Linked DNA regions of Sus scrofa: region 1 is linked to region 2. A link is a contact called in public HiChIP or PLAC-seq data. All regions are on one chromosome and are shown on one strand. The core of a region is the stretch at or near the end of the contact, and the rest is flanking DNA. Distances in the headings are between cores, read along the strand shown. Region 1 has its middle 41 kb from the start of BHLHE40. Region 2 overlaps ITPR1 (inositol 1,4,5-trisphosphate receptor type 1).

The links. HiChIP or PLAC-seq counts read pairs in DNA pulled down with a chosen protein or histone mark.
Region 1: an H3K27ac HiChIP or PLAC-seq map of skeletal muscle shows a contact between it and region 2, with 3 times the contacts expected there. The contact joins two enhancer-like sites. A contact is called at or near these places in 1 of 47 Hi-C or Micro-C datasets (embryonic fibroblasts) and 2 of 2 datasets of contacts at active chromatin or transcription factors (alveolar macrophages and skeletal muscle).

The regions. Positions count from the first base shown.
Region 1 is chr13:61,567,901-61,570,828 of Sscrofa11.1, forward strand. No RefSeq gene overlaps it. Among named protein-coding and RNA genes, the nearest start is that of BHLHE40, 41 kb to the left of the region's middle. Within about 2 kb of position 1,616, at least 12 of the 83 cell types and tissues checked have an H3K27ac peak or open chromatin away from gene starts, as enhancers often do. A contact at or near this core is called in skeletal muscle, where this site is marked.
Region 2 is chr13:61,354,464-61,357,184 of Sscrofa11.1, forward strand. ITPR1 (inositol 1,4,5-trisphosphate receptor type 1) reads left to right here. Exons shown (of 59, transcript XM_021069282.1): 51 at 1,983-2,158. Among named protein-coding and RNA genes, the nearest start is that of BHLHE40, 170 kb to the right of the region's middle. Within about 2 kb of position 1,293, at least 3 of the 83 cell types and tissues checked have an H3K27ac peak or open chromatin away from gene starts, as enhancers often do. A contact at or near this core is called in skeletal muscle, where this site is marked.

The sequences.
Region 1 (2,928 bases), core at 366-2,865, 210 kb after region 2:
CCTAGCACATGCCTCACCTTCAAAACATGGTAGTCATTAGCATGATTACTGCTAAGTGAACTGCTGGAGACCACACAGCGAGTGAAGAGCCAGTTTCGACTCCTGGTCAGCTGAGTCTAGAGCACACACATTTCACCACACGGGACTGACTCACTGAGAAACCAGGAAAGTGGCACCTCAGCTGTAAACCCTCTCTCCCACAGGCAGACATTCACACACAGGGAGTGGACACTTGTTTTTGCCTGCCCAGCAACCATTCCCTTTCATTCTAGAAACAGCTTCCACCTCTTTCTCAGTCTGTGAGATATTTATGATGGGAAAGGAGGATTTTGTTTTGGTTTGGTTTGGTTTTTTTGTTTTTGTCTTTTTAGGGCTGCACCCTCAGCATATGGAAGTTCCCAGGGTAGGGGTCCAATTGGAGCTGCAGCTGCCAGCCTACACCAGAGTCACAACAACACCAGATCCAAGCTGCATCTGCAACCAACACCGCAGCTCACGGCAATGCTGGATCCTTAACCCATTGAGCCAGGCCAGGGATGAACTAGTCACCATGGATACTAGTTTGGTTTGTTACCACTGAGCCAGGATGGGAACTCCTGAGGAGATTTCTTTCTAATGAAGTTGTTATGCCAATAGAATGAAAGTCCAGGGCTACCGGGAAAATTCTTGGCTACTTCCTGGGCCCACAAAGGCACAGTTGAGATAGAGAACAACCAATCCTAAGCATTTGGGCACCTGGATTCAGCTGTGCCTGAAGCCATCTCCTGAATCTCTCCCCCTCTAGCTGATTTAAACCCAGTTTCTCTTCCTTACAACCAGAGTCCCTGACTGACTAATGCAAGTCTTGTCTGATGCTAAGGTCCATGTACTTTAAACCATCCCAGACTGACTCAACAGTGTAGAGACAAAAGAGGAAAAAGGCAAAACAAATAAATCAAAAACTTTCTCTTTCTCACTCTCCTTCATCTTACATACATGGCTCTTCTGTTAATGGTTGCTAGATGAGTGTACAAACATGTCCAAGAAAGTCCCTTCACGTTACCACTTATTAATAACCTAGTTACCTGCATAAACATCATGATTTTTTTGTGTCAGTACCATGGCTGTCCACATATAACCTGTGTCAATTCCAGCAAAATATATCAAGCCTCCATTTCGCTTCCCCTATGAGAAAACTAGGGTTGGCAGAAGCTAAGTAAGAATATGGGATTTTCTACTCGTAGTTTGGGATTGTCCTTTCTGTTCAACTCTTCCAAAGTAAGAATAATTCAGCAAATATTTACTGTCTCCTTCCCTGTTCCACTCTCCCTAGTTGCCTTAATCAGGATAATCAAGAAAAGTAGAACCATGCCACCATTTCTTAGATAGTTAGCATTCCACCCAACAGAAAACAAGCTCTGTCCTCTCCCTTCCCAAGGATGTACATCTTCCCTCTTTTACTTATAGACCGTGACGCGGCAGGCCTGGGTCTTGACCTCCAAGCTGGCTTTGGTTACTGAGGGCTTTACGAGCCCATCTGTTGGGCTGTTGAATCACTGAGTCATGAAGAGGAATGTCTCCCACTGAACATCACACTGGAGCAGCTCAACTTCCAGCTAAGCTGGCTGGTGACCTGGCCACCCCCGAGGGGAGAAGATGGGAGATGTGGGAGGTGAGGAGCCCGCTTGACGCAGACGGTCACCCCATGATGACCTCACCTGCCAAACCAGTGACTCACTCTTGCTTTGCCCCCTCCCGGCCAGATCTTGCTCATTTGGAATACCTGAGGGGAATACCAGTCTCCTGCACTGAGTGAAAACACACGATTGTGAGCTATTTTTAAAGGTGTGACGTTGTCTTACTTTCAAGTGGAGGCAGCAACCTCTGCCAGGCTAAGAAATGGGTCTCAGGTTTAAAGCTGCACCTGCTTTAATCAACACATAAGAATTCCCTTTTGAAAAGAAAAAGTCAGATAAGGATGGGGAATGCTAAGGCAGTTTCCTTTCTTTTTAAACAATTTTTTTCATTATGATAAAATCTACATAACATAAAATGTATCATTTTAATCATTTTAAGCTTACAATTCAGTGGCATTAAGTACTTCAAAATGTTGTGCAACCATCACCGTCACCCATTTCTAGGACTTGCTCACCATCTTCAACAAAAGTTCTACACCCGTGAAACAGTAACTGCCAATCCCCTCCTCCCCTCAGCCCCCATCTCTATCTTTATACCTCTATAAATGGGTCTATTATAGCTCTTATAAGTGGAATCAAGTAAAATTTGTCCTTTGGTGACTGACTTATTTCACTTAACATAATATCCTCAGGATTAGCCTATGTTGTAGCCTGTGTCATATGTTCATTCCTGTTTAAGGTTGAATAATAGTTCATTGTACCTGTATGCTACCGATTATCTAACTACTCAGGAGGGCTGTGATGATGAACTTAGATTCTGGGAAGAAAAGTGCTTAATTTTTTTTTTTTTCTTTTTTTTTTTTTAAGGGCCGTACCCATTGCATATGGCAATTCCAAGGTTAGGGATAGAATCGGAGCTGTAGCTGCCTGTCTACATCGTAGCCACAGCAATGGTGGATCTGAGCAAGTCTGCAACCTACACCACAGGTCATAGCAATGCCAGATCCTTCACCCACTAAGCAAGGCCAGGGATCAAACTCACATCCTGCAGGATACTAGTCAGGTTCATTACTGCTGAGCCACAATGGGAACTCTGGAAAGTGCTTTCTGAATTCTAAAATATCCTGCAGAATTGTTCTCACCTTGTTTACAGTATTTGCTTAGCAATGTTTTTTCCCCATGGGGATAAAAGTTACCCTACCCTAGCTTGCTTTAAAATTATAATACATTTTAGATGGAAATGGTCTGAATAAATATGCTTTTCTTGAGGTGTTTGTGTATAGTGCTTTCTCTCCACTCTCTCCAAAGCTGA
Region 2 (2,721 bases), core at 43-2,542:
ATTAATAATGATGTGGAGCAAGTAGAACTCCCATACATTACTGATAGGAAAGGAAAATGGTACCATCAGTTTGCAGAATGGTATGATAGTGTCTTCTAAATTTAAACATATACTTAGAATCCAAAAATCTATTTCCACATATTTGTCCAAGAGAAATGAAAACGTAGACCCACTCCAGGATTTGTCCTTGAATGTTCCCAGTAGCATTATTGATAATAACTCCAAACTGGAAATAACCCAAACGCCCACTAATTGTTGAGTGGATAAATAAATGATGGCATATCCATATTATGGAATACTCCTCTGCAACAGGGAGCAAAATCGTGATGTACATGATACCCAGAATGAATCTTAAAAATTTTTGCTAAGTGAAAGAATTAGAAAGACTGTCTACTAATATGATTACTTTCCCCCCATTTTTATGAAATTCTGGAAAATGCAAAACTACAGAAAAGCTACAGAAAGCAGATCAGTAGTTGCTTGGTGGTGGTGCTGGGGTGAGGCATCAACTGCAGAGGGCACAAGGCAACCCTTCAGGCGGATCGAAGTCTTTATATCTTGATGGTGTTGGCAGTTACATGTGGTTACAGCCAGAAGCTATCAAAGTGTACACTTATGATGGATTTTTTTTTAATGATGGTTCAGTATCATCATAAAGGGCATATGTACTTGTACATGTCACGTCACCTTAGGCAAGATATGTGATCCAAGACTCCATTTCCTCTGGAGTAAAACAGAGGTGATGATGACTTTGATGGCAACCTCATAGGGTCAAGAGATTAAATAACTGAGAATCCACGTGAAAGGCTTCATTCAGTAGCTTGCAACTGCTAAACGCCCAAGAGAGGGGACACAGAGGCCTCAGCACCCACTTCTTCCTGAATATCTGAAAAGCTGCCTCTTTGTGCCCATTCCTAATTTGGTTTTCCTTTTGTGAAGCTATCAAAGGGGACGAGGTAAGCAGCTGGGGCCGAGGAGACAGTTTGCAGGGAGAAAGTGGATGAAATGAACCAGGGCAGCCAGTAGGCTGGCGGAACAGCTGGAACCTGCAAGGGTGTCTCTTTCCCGGGTGGTGCCATGGTCCCAGTGGTTCTGGAGACGTGAAACTCCTTTATATAAGTGGCCTTAATCATGTAGTGCTGCTTGTTTACATCTGAAGGAAACTCAGAATGTGACAGCATTTGAAACGGGTTTTTTTTTTTTTTTTTTTAATGAGTGTTTCACAGAACTTTATTTTTAGCCATGTTGGCTCATGTTATATAACCAAGCCGTCTCGTGGGACACTCTAAATAGAACTTGCAATAGCAAGAGATGACAAAAACTGGTATAAGCTCTTTGACTACAGGATAATCTAATTGTAAGATGATGCTAATGATACGGAAGTTGCCTTCTTCCTCCTTCTCTTGAAGAAATCGGATTCAGGCAGGGGAGCTGCAGTTTTCCTTGGCACACTTTTAATAGAAATTGGAAGTTTATTCTTCCAGTTTGCCTTCCCTAAGAGTGAAATGTGACACACAGATGAGTTTTGTTTATTTTACAGACTCATTTGATAGGCGCCTGCTGGGTGCCAGGGGCCTCCCTTGGGGAAGTTTGGAGTCTGGTGGGTATGGGGCCCGAGGAGGAGACACTGACCGTTAGAAAACAGGGTCTGATAGCCATGAACAGGGGTACTGAGAACCCCGGAAGGAAGGAGTGCCTGGCAGGTCTTGTGAGGAAGGAGGAGGGGGCGCTTCTTGGAAGAGTTGACCTCTAAGCTAAGACCTAAGATGAATAGGGCAGGGGGGAGAATTTCCCAGGTAGAAGGAACATGTAGAAGGCATGGAGGTAAGAAAACATGGATGCGATTAGGTATGTCTGGGGCAGAGAACTGGAGGTGAGGATTGAGGCCCATGAGGCCAGAGAGGTGGTAGAAGAAAAGGTTGCTAAGCCCCTTATGCGTCACCTGTACTCAGATCTGTGAGAGCCCTGCCTTGCCCTTGCAGGAACACTGGAGCCACACTGGTCCGGACTGCTGTGGACAGCCATGCTCATATCACTGGCCATCGTCATTGCCCTCCCCAAGCCCCACGGCATCCGGGCCTTAATTGCTTCCACAATTCTCCGGTTGATATTTTCGGTTGGGCTACAACCCACATTGTTTCTTCTGGGAGCTTTCAACGTAAGTATGAATACCTCCATGGCCACTTTTTGGTGTACATGCAAATAGGAATGCCTTGCCTTCTCCCTAGAATCTTGGCCTGTGCTTTCAGTGCAGAAAGATGTTATTTGGATCGACAGTTAACAGCAGAAGCAAGCGAGAGCTGCGAGCACACCTCTCCCTCTTAACCTTTTCACAGGACCATCAGCCTCTTCATGTGTTACCCCAGCATCAACTCTCTCATTTCAGGGAATATTCCTCTCAGAATTAGGTGGGAAAAAGGAGAGGAGTTGAGACTTGGGTTCATCTTGCCAACCCTGTCAAAGGTTGGCTAGAATGAGAGATTTTAGCCAATAAGTCAGATGACTGAATGGTCACACATCAGCCACTTCTGGTGAGGCTCAGAGAGAACAGAGCAGAGTAGCAGGAGGAATGTTCCCAGAGAGGGATCAGGTGGCAAGGTAGGAAGAGAATCAAGGAGCGTTACCTCCACGTCAGCAGTGACATTGACAAAGACTCCTACACTTGAGGTGGATGCCAACTCTGGAATTCTTAGGACCTAACATGGCTGATGTCAGACCATA